Regions from separate parts of the Oryctolagus cuniculus genome. Here region 2 is linked to region 1. The links are chromatin contacts, called in public Micro-C maps. All regions are on one chromosome and are shown on one strand. The core of a region is the stretch at or near the end of the contact, and the rest is flanking DNA. Distances in the headings are between cores, read along the strand shown.

Region 1 (5,042 bases), core at 10-2,509:
TGAAGGAAACCCACAGTACCTCGTGGGAGGCGTTTCTGCAGAACCAGTGGGCTCCTTCAAGCCGGGAGAGGACGGGGGCACCACCCACGGTCACCTGCGGTAGCTGGCCTTCGGCAGGCATGCGCACGCCTCGGCAACTCGCCCAGGACCAACCCGCGCCACTGCGCCCGCCTTGCTGATGAGAAGGCCGAGGCCCTGAGGACCGCGCACCCGCTCCGTAAGCTCACCAGCCACTCCGAACCCAAGCGCAGGCCGGCTTGGCCCTCCGGAGCCCTCCCCTGTCCCCGGACTTCAGGATGAAGCCAGCAGCCCGTGTGTGCTGGGGGCAGACGCCCGGTCGGGACTCAGGTGCTCGGCACCCAGAACACACCCTCGCCAGGCGCGCTCCCCTGGGTCGTCTGCACCACCGATGTGCCCAAAACCAGGAGGCCGGCCTTTCTCACCGCCGTGCCACACTTCAAGACCAACCAGCAGAAGCAAGCCTCCCCTCCCAGCCGTCGGCACTGCTCGGCTCCCCTCCCCAGACACTCTGCGAGGCACTTTAACGTTCGGAGTGGGGTCCCCTGTCCTCCCCTGCAACCCCGGGACAACTCGGGCCTGCCCGGCCTCCGCGCGCCCGGCGCCCTGGGGCTCTGGCACCCTGGCGGGACCAGCCTGCAGGCTCTCCCTGCGCGCCCCGCAGGACCCCGGGACAACTCGGGCCTCCCCGGCCTCTGCGCGCCCGGCGCCCTGGGGCTCTGGCACCCTGGCGGGACCAGCCTGCAGGCTCTCCCTGCGCGCCCCGCAGGACCCCGGGACAACTGGGGCCTCTCTGGCCTCCGTGCGCCCGGCGCCCTGGGGCTCTGGCACCCTGGCGGGACCAGCCTGCAGGCTCTCCCTGCGCGCCCCGCAGGACCCCGGGATGACTCGGGCCTCCCCGGCCTCCGCGCACCCGGCGCCCTGGGGCTCTCGCACCCTGGCGGGACCAGAACCCGGCTCAGCGCCTCCTGTGCGGGGCTGGATCCTCCCCGGGAGTCCCGGCCAGTCCTCGGCCCCAGGCTCGGTCTTCCTGCGCTCCGTGGGAACAAGTCTCCACGCCTGGCGCTGCTGCCCCCACCCCTCACGCAAGGCTGAGCGCGAGCCCCGGCCACTGGGCGGGTCAGGAGCCAGAGCGGGACCAGGTCTCCTTCGGGAGCGGCGGGAACCCGGGGCTGTGCGCCTCGGCAGGAGGCCAGGCTCTCCCGGGTGTGGGCTGCGAGCCCGCGGCCGCTCGCGTCCCACCCAGGAGCGCCGGCCCCGGCCCGGCTGTCGCGCCCCGTCCGCCTGGGAAGCTCGGAGACCGGGATGGAGCTCCGGTCCCGCGGCAGAGGACCCCGGATTCTCCCCGGCCGGGGCCCCGTGAGGAATCTGCCGCGCCCCAGGCCGCAGGGAGCCGAGCACAGTCCCACAGCTCCCGCCGACACGCGGCTGCCCCAACCCCGCCCGCCCCAAGGCGAACGGGGGACGCGGAGGCGCCCGAGAGCCCTCGAGTCTCGCGAGAGCGCGATTCCCGCGGCCCAAGGAGCGCATGGCCGGGCGGCCTGATGGCGCTTTCCTTCTTCTGACCGAGAGTCCCGCCTCTTTTTGAGAACCAACCAATCACAACGCCTCTTTCCCGGACGCATGGATTGGCTGCAGCGAGCACGTGATCGAGTGGGTGTCTGGTCATGTGACGAGGCGCGGATCACATGACAGAGCCTGTCGCATCCAGCAGCAAGGGCCTCGCCTGCGGCGCGATTCGGAGCGGGTAGGGTTGAGGCGCAGTGGAGCTGGGGGCTTCCTGCCCCGAGCCGGCCTTGTACACGCGGCCGACTCTCCTAACAGTGACCTGGAGTAGGGCGCTCTTCGGAGCCGAGTCCCCTCGCCCAGAGGACAAAGGACGGGGCCCCTGCGTGGGGCCCGGCGCGAGGTCGGGAAGCGGCGCCCGCCCCCTGGGCCCCAGAGCCGGCGGCGGTGCGAGGCCCGTGGGTGAGCAGGGCCAGGCCGGGGCCGCGCGGCCGGGCAGCGGAGCGGGCCAAGCTGGCCCCTGCTCGACCCGCACGTCCGCGGCCAGGCGACTCTCGTCCCTCGAGAGACGGAGACGCGGCCCACGGCGCCTCGCCGGACCGGGGAGCGGGGAACAGGCAGGAGGGACGCGGGGAACGCGGCGGCCCGCGGACAGCCGCTCCGTCCCCGCCCAGCGCAGCAGACCGGCGCCGGGGAACTCGCGCCCTCCCCGAAATTCTCTGCCGGTGTCATTCCTAGAGAGCTGAAAAATGGAATTAAAAGATGGGTATTTGGGTGCAAAAATGTTTGAAATCCATGCGTACTTGTTCATAATAGCACTTCCCATGAACTTGTTTAAGACTTATTAATTTGAGACCAGCGCCGTGGCTCACTAGGCTAATCCTCCGCCTTGCAGCGCCGGCACACCAGGTTCTAGTCTCGGTCGGGGTGCCGGATTCTGTCCCGGTTGCCCCTCTTCCAGGCCAGCCCTCTGCTGTGAGGATGGCCCAAGTCCTTGGGCCCTGCACCCCATGGGAGACCAGGATAAGTACCTGGCTCCTGGTTTCAGATCAGTGCGGTGCGCCGGCTGCAGCGCGCCGGCCGCGGCGGCCATTGGAAGGTGAACCAACGGCAAAGGAAGACCTTTCTCTCTGTCTCTCTCTCTCTCACTGTCTACTCTGCCTGTCAAAAAAAAAAAAAAAAAAAAACTTATTTATTTGAAAGGCAGAGTTACAGAGAGAGAGAGAGAGAGAGGTATCTTCCATCTGCTGGTTCCATCCCCAAATGGCCACAACAGCCAGGCCTTGGCCGAGCGGAAGCCAGGAGCCAGGAGCTTCTTCCAGGTCTCCCACGTGGGTGCAGGGGCCCAGACTCTTGCAGCGTCTCCCACTGCTTTCCCAGGCCAGAGCAGGGAGCTGGATCGGAAGTGGAGCAGCCAGGACTCAAGCTGGCACCCGTATGGGACTCCAGCAATTGCAGGCGGAGGCTTTGCCTGCTAAACCACAGCACTGGCCCTTTCTGTGAACATCCTAGAGCCCCGTCCTGCTTTGCAGCGCTGGAAGTGCGAGGGTGAAACGCTGGGTGCTGAGCCGGCGAAGAAAGCAAGGTGACAGCTCACCAGGCCGTAGGAGACTGCCGCTTGGTTTGTAAGTTGTACAGTGAGAAGGAGGCAAGGACCCCTAGGTCGGGTCGGTTTCCCTGTAAGCCGTGGTTAAATGCACATAGCCGCACGCGTGCCACCTGAACCACCTCCAAGTGTACGTTCGGCGGGGTTAAGTACATTCGTGCCATCGTAAAAATGAGCGTGGGGCAGGCATTTGGCCTAGCGGGGAAGACCCCCGCTGGGACTCCCACATCCCCTGGTGGCGCCTGTGTCCCGGCCCAGCCCTGCTTCCGGTTCCAGCTTCTTCCTGATGCAGACGCTGCAGGCAGCAGCTGGGGGTTTAGGTAGCTCAATCCCTACCACCCGTGTGGGAGTCCCAGACTGAGTTCCTGGCTCCTGGCTTGGATGCAGGCTGACGTGAACCAATGGGTGGGAGCTCTCTCTGCCTCTCTCTGATTCTCTAATTTTTTGAAAAAAGATTTATTTGTTTGAGAGGTAGAGTTACAGACAGTGAGAGGGAGAGACGGAGAGAAAGGTCTTCCATCCGCTGGGTCACTCCCCAGATGGCTGCTACGGCCGGAGCTGCGTCAATCTGAAGCCAGAAGCCAGGAGCTTCTACCGGGTTTCCCACGCGGGTACAGGGGCCCAGGTGCTTGGGCCGTGTACTGCTTGGAGCAGCTGGAACTAGAACCGGCGCCCATGTGGGATGCTGGCTCTGCAGGTGGAGGATTAACCTGTGACACAGTGCTGGCCCCCTCTAATTAAATTTCAAGTGAATAAAAATATGGGAAGCCTCATGAATCGTGTATTAGGTTAGCTTAGAGGACTAATTAATTTTGTCTATGGCTCCAACTTTAGTAAATGGGTTGCCAGATGAACATGCCTCGTAAGTTGTTTTAAGATTTATTTCCTGGGGGCCAGCATTGCGGCATAATGCATCCTGTATGCAACGCTGGCATCCTGTATGGGGCCTGTTCGTGTGCTGGATGTTCCACTTCTGATCCAGCTTCCTGTGAATAGTTTGGGAAGAGCAGCAGAAGATGGCCCAAATGTTTGGGCCCCTGCTACCCACATGGGAGGCCCTGAGAGGCTTCTGGCATTGGCCTGGCCCAGCACTGGCCATTGTGCTATCTGGGGACTGAACCAGAAGATGGAAGGCCTATCTGTCTATCTGTCCCTCTAATTCTTTCTCAAATAAAAAAAATAAATCTTTAAAGATTTATTCACTTACCTGAAAGTTACAGAGAGAGATCTTCCAACTGTTGGTTCACTCCCCAAATGGCACAACTCCATCCAGGGCTCCCATAGAGGTGGAAGGGCCTAAGCACTTGGGCCATCCCCTGCTGTTCTCCCAGGAGGTCTGGTACAGAGCTGGCTTGGAAGTGGAACAGCCAGGATCTGAACTGCTGCCCACAGGGGATGCCGGCATCACAGGCAGCGGCTTTACCCACTGCACCACATGCGTCCTAAGTTCTGTCCAAAGAAACAAAGCAGTTTGGTTTCTAATGATTTAAGGTGGAGCGTGCTAAATACTTTACTATGTTTTATTTCTCTATAGCCAATAATAGAGTTTTTAATGTTTCCTTTATCTCCTAAGCTTTATTTATTGGAGAGGTAGGTTGAGAGTGCCCCTCTGCTGGTCCATTCCCTGAATGCCTGCAGCAGATAGGGTGAGGAGTGGGCAAAGCCAGGAGCCCAGAACCCATTCCAGGCCTCAGACGTAGGCGGCAGGAACCCAAGGACTTGAGCCATCTTCACTGCTCCCAGAGTCGGCACCACTGAAGAGCCAGGAGCCAGGATCAAACCCAGATACTGGGTTGTGGGCTGTGGCAGACCTAACCAGAATCTTCACCGCTGGGCCAAGCACACACCCCAAGCTGTTCATGTTTAAGGTCTTAGAACCATCGTAATGTTTCCCGGGATTGCTTTTTCCTCC
Region 2 (4,897 bases), core at 327-2,826, 100 kb after region 1:
TCCGTCTGGTCCTCCTTCAGGTGCAGCACCACCTTCGTGCCGCGCCCCATGGGCTCACCTGCGGGGAAGCCAGCGCGCCGGGTCGCACGGGGCGGCGGAACCCCGCGAGGCCAGCACGGCCCGGGCCAACGAGGCGGCGGAACCCCGCGAGGCCAGGCCGGCCCGGGCGAACGCGGCGGCGGAACCCCGCGAGGCCGGCCCCGCCAGCCCCGGCCCCCTCGCCAGCACGCCCAGCGCCCCTCCCCCTACCTGCGTCGGTCCGCACAGTGAACGAGCCCCCCGCCGAGGACTCCCAGGCGTACTGCTCGTCGTCGTTGTGCTTGGTGATCACCGTCACCTTCTCAGCCACCAGGTACGCCGAGTAGAAGCCGACCCCGAACTGGCCAATCATGGAGATGTCGGCGCCAGCCTGCAGCGCCTCCATGAAGGCCTTGGTGCCGGACTTGGCGATGGTGCCCAGGTTGTTGATCAGGTCGGCCTTGGTCATGCCGATGCCCGTGTCCACGATGGTCAGGGTTCGGTCTTGCTTGTTGGGAATCAGGTTGATGTGCAGCTCCTTGCCCGAGTCCAGCTTGCTGGGGTCGGTTAGGCTTTCATAGCGGATCTTGTCCAGAGCCTGGAAGACCCCAAGTCCTCAGCACCCAGCCGGCGCCCTCCCACCCCCGCCCCCCGAGGCCAGGGCCCCTTCCTCCCCGCCGCCACTTACATCCGACGAGTTTGAGATCAGCTCCCGCAGGAAGATCTCTTTGTTCGAGTAGAAAGTGTTGATGATGAGGGACATCAACTGGGCGATTTCCGCCTGGAAGGCGAACGTCTCCACCTCCTCCTCCTCCATCGGCTGGTCTTGGGTCTGGGTCTCCTCGGGCATCTGCCAAGGGCACGAGGCCCATCAGGCGCCGCACGGCCCCCGCCGCCCGCCCCGAGGCCGGCGCGGGCGCCTCACAAAGGGATGACCTCATTTCGAGCTGCGGCAGGCGCGGGAGCGTGCGCGCTGCGGGGCGGACGCCGCGGCCGGGCCCCGCTCGCCCCGCGCCGCCGCCGGCCGCCCTCCGCGGGCCGCGGCCCCGCCATGGCGGCCGGCACGGCACGGCCGGGGGCTGGGCGCCACCCCCCGCAGCCCCGCACCGGCGCCCCCGCCCCGCCCCCGCCCCGCGGCCTCTCCAGAACATTCGCGGCGCCCCCGGCCCGCCGGAGGCGGCTCCACAGGCCCCGGCCGCGGAGGCCGAACCGCGGCCGCTCGGGCACCGCGGCCGAGGGGGCCCCCGGCCGCCCCCGCTCCCCGCCGCCGCCCCCGCACACCCCCGGGCCTGAGACCCCCCGCAGCCCCCTCACCTTGGCTGAAGAACCGCACGGCCTCCGCGACGCAGCAGCACCGGGACGCTGGAGCAACTGGCGCGCCGCCCCCGCGCCGCCCTTATATAGAGGCGGGCCCGCCCAGCGCGCGGCGCCTTTTCGAGAAGCCTCCCGAACCTTCCGGAAGAACCCTCCCCAACCGCCACCGCGGCCACGCGCCTGCGCCTGCGCCCTGGCTGTGGCCCGCCCCTGCCCCGGGCTCGCGCACGACCCCGCGCAGGGAACGGCGGGCGCCCCCCGCCCGCCCGCGCCGCCGCGCGCCCTCGCGCCGGCCCCTGTGCGCCTGCGCGGGCTCGGCGCCTTCCGGGCTCCTAAGCCCGCCAAGCGCGGGCGCGAGCGCGGGCGCGTGCGCATGCGTCCTCGCGGCGCCGGGCGAGCCGGGGCGGGGGAGGGGGCGTCGAGCCCTGAGGTCCCTGCCCTTGTAGTGTGAAATGTGCAAAAAATGGCCCGTGGGTTATGACAGCTCGGGGCCGCTCCCAACGAGTCGCCCGCGCAAGGTGCAGCGGCCTGGGGTGCAGGCCTTGCCAGCTTTCGGTCGCCGGGCCGGGTCGTCCGCTGTGTCTGGGGACTGGGTTTTGGAGTCGTGCTGCGGGCCTGCGGCGGCGGTTACGGGTCGAGGGCTGCGTTCCGGCGCCTGGGCTTCCGCAGAGGTGCGGCCCGAGGCCGGGCGTGAGGAGGGCGAGGGCCGCGGAAGCCCCCCGGGCCGGCTCCCCGATGCCACGGCCTCCCCGTGCCCAGGTGCTGAACCACGCTCGCCCGGCCGCCGCCGCCGCCGGGGTTCCGGGAAACCCGTAGCCTTTCGCTTCCGGAGAAGCAGCGGCGTGCAGCGCCGGAGCCCCGGGGGCCGCCCCAGGCCAGGTCTAAGTGGGACTGGGGCGCTCGGAGCCCGGGGCGGGGGCGGCGGCGGCCGGGCCCTCCCCACGTGGGAGACCGCGTGGAGTCCCTGGCTCACGCTGCAGCCTGGCCATCTGGGGAGTGAACTTCCGGGTGGAAGACCTCTCTCACCCTACCTTTCAAATAAATGTTAAAAAAGAAAAAAAATAAGAGCCACATCCAGGCTGTAGGGTCCTCACTGTCAGCGTCGGGGTCTGCCCTGGAAGGACGCCGCGGCTCAGCGCGCCGGCCCTCGGAGCCTTTGTGTCCAGCTCTCCCTTTGTTGGCCCACTTCCTCCCTCGACGGGCCTGGCCCTCTGGAACAGCTGGACGCTCCCAACCTAAAGGCACCTGACCGCTCCGCTCCCTCGTGGTCTCTAGGAAAACCCGCTCTTCCAGGAGAAGGTTGGAGAGCGCTTGGGAGCGTGAGCGCAGCCCACAGCGTGCAGAGCGTCGCAAAGGTGGGAACAGACCCCTTCAGCCGCGGGCGGGTCCCGGCCCTCATGTGCGTTTCCTACAAGTGAATGGGGAGGAATGTGACTGGCCCAGGTTTGCCCAGCCTGCGGGGGAGGAGAGGAGTGGAGGGGGAGGCGCGGAGAGCAGGGGCAGGTCCCCAGCTGCCCTCCCTGGAGCCTGGTGGGTTAAACCGCCGCTTGGGATGCGGCATCCGGATAAGCGTGCCGGTTGGATCCAGCTGCTTTTGCTTCCCGCCCGGCTTCCTGTTGATGCGGCAGATGGCCCCTGCCACCCGTGGGAGCCCAGGACAGAGCTCTGGCTCCTGGCTTCAGACTGGCCCCCACCTGGCCACTGTGGCCATTTGGGGGGTGCTCCAGGGGCCGGAAGGTCACTCTCAACTTGTCCGTCTCTCCGCGTCTCCCCTCTGCCTTCCAAATAAATGAACTTTTTTTTTCTTTGTAAAGATTTTATTTGAGAGGCAGAGTTGGGGGGAAGACAGAAAAAGGTTTTCATCTACTGGTTCACTCCCCAAATGGCCTCAACAGCCAGAACTGGGCCGATCAGAAGCCCGGAGTTTCCTCTGGGTCTCCCACGTGGGTGCAGGGGCCCAAGCTCTTGGGCCATCCTCCTCCGCTGCTTTCCCAGGCCACAGCAGAGAGCTGGGTAGAAGAGGAGCAGTCGGGACAAGAACCGGCGCCCATATAGGATGCCAGCACTGCAGACGGCGGCTTAATCTTCCCCACTACAGTGCCAGCCCCACAAATGAATCTTAAAAGACTTGTAGGGGCTGGTGCTGTGTCATAGTAAAGCCATGCCTGCGGTGCCGGCATCCATATGGATGCTGGTTCGAGTTCCCCCACTGCTCCAGCTCCGATCCAGCTCTCTGCTGTGGCCTGCGAAAGCAGTGGAAAGTGGCCCAAGTGCTTGGACCCTGCACCCCCGTGGGAGACCTGGAAGAAGCTCCTGGCTGCAGATCGGCTCAGTTCTGGCTGGTACGGCCATTTGGGGAGTGAACCCACCCCCACCTCTGCCTCTCTGCTTCTAACTCTGCCTTCCTAATAAATAAAGCCTTAAAAAAAAAAAAAAAAAAAAAAAAGACAGTGGTCCTGCTCTGCCATCTTTGTCCGTCGGGCACTGTCTGGCCTTCCTCTTCTGCAGCCTGCCCCGGGCCACCCCCTGGGTCTGTCCTCACTGGGAACCACTTTCCCCGACAGCTGTCCCCCACTTCCCTGGCCATGGCCCAGCCCCCTGCCACCACCTGCCCCTGGCTGCCTGTGAACACTTCAGGAATCCGCTTGCCCCATTCCCCCCACCCCACCCCAACCACACAACCATCAGCTCACCTGGGAGACCTCCAGCCCACCTGAGCTCTAAGCAGACAGGTCTGCCCTGCCGCCCCCCCCCCCCCCATGCTCCCTGATCCTAGCCGGCTTGCCAGAGCTTAGCCAGGCCTGTGAGGCCCTGCAGGTTGCCTGGTGGCCCTCAGTGCCCTGTGCCCTGTGCGTGTGGCTGGCAGTCTCTTCATGAACCCTCCCCACGAGGAAACACACACTGTTCCCTGCGCCTGGAACACCATTCCCTTTCCTTTTTGCTACTTGAGTCCCAGGGCCTTCTGCTCACAGACTCCTGGGAACCCCTCCCCGCGCTGCCTTCCTGCCAGGTCAGACTCCCTGTCACCGCGGGGACCTCAGAATGCTGGGAGTGTGACCCACGCTCACGGTGCTCCCACTCACTTCACTTCCTGCCCATGTAGCCGCCGCCTCCTGCTCCAGTCCTCACTACTGTATTTCTAATACAACACTAGGCCCTGCAGCTTCACCCTCCTAAATATTTGTTGAACTGTCCCAAAGCGACTTTTTTTAAGTGTTTATTCTCATCTACTTAAAAGAGCAGCAGAGGGGGAAGACAGAGAGACCTTTCATCTGCCGGCTCACTCCCTGCATGTCCCAACAGCCAGGGCTGGGCCAGGCCGAAGTCAGGGGCCCGAACTCCATCCAAGCACATGGGTCACCGTCTGTTGCCTCCCATGGTGTGTAGCAGGAAGACGGATCAGCAGTGCCGTAGCTAGGACTGGAGCAGGCACTCCGTTATGGCCTGGCCTGCTGCTGAGCCACAAGGCCTGCTCCCAGAGGGACCTTGCTGTCTGGTGAATCTGACCAGTTTCCTCCTCCATTGGAAACCTTTTTTTTTTTTTTTTTTTTTGGAAAGGGAGACT

Evidence for each region. Hi-C and Micro-C count contacts between places; a contact is called where the count stands out from the background.
Region 2: a Micro-C map of ear pinna shows a contact between it and region 1, with 3 times the contacts expected there. The contact joins the promoter of HSP90AA1 here to the enhancer-like site in region 1. A contact is called at or near these places in 3 of 6 Hi-C or Micro-C datasets (ear pinna, psoas muscle and an unstated tissue).

What each region holds. Positions count from the first base shown.
Region 1 is chr20:45,253,917-45,258,958 of mOryCun1.1, forward strand. No RefSeq gene overlaps it. Among named protein-coding and RNA genes, the nearest start is that of DYNC1H1, 14 kb to the right of the region's middle. Within about 2 kb of position 1,260, at least 8 of the 8 cell types and tissues checked have an H3K27ac peak or open chromatin away from gene starts, as enhancers often do. A contact at or near this core is called in ear pinna, where this site is marked.
Region 2 is chr20:45,357,701-45,362,597 of mOryCun1.1, forward strand. HSP90AA1 (heat shock protein 90 alpha family class A member 1) reads right to left here and starts at 1,577. Exons shown (of 10, transcript XM_051834811.2): 1 at 1,333-1,577; 2 at 707-868; 3 at 250-616; 4 at 1-58. The coding sequence starts at 868.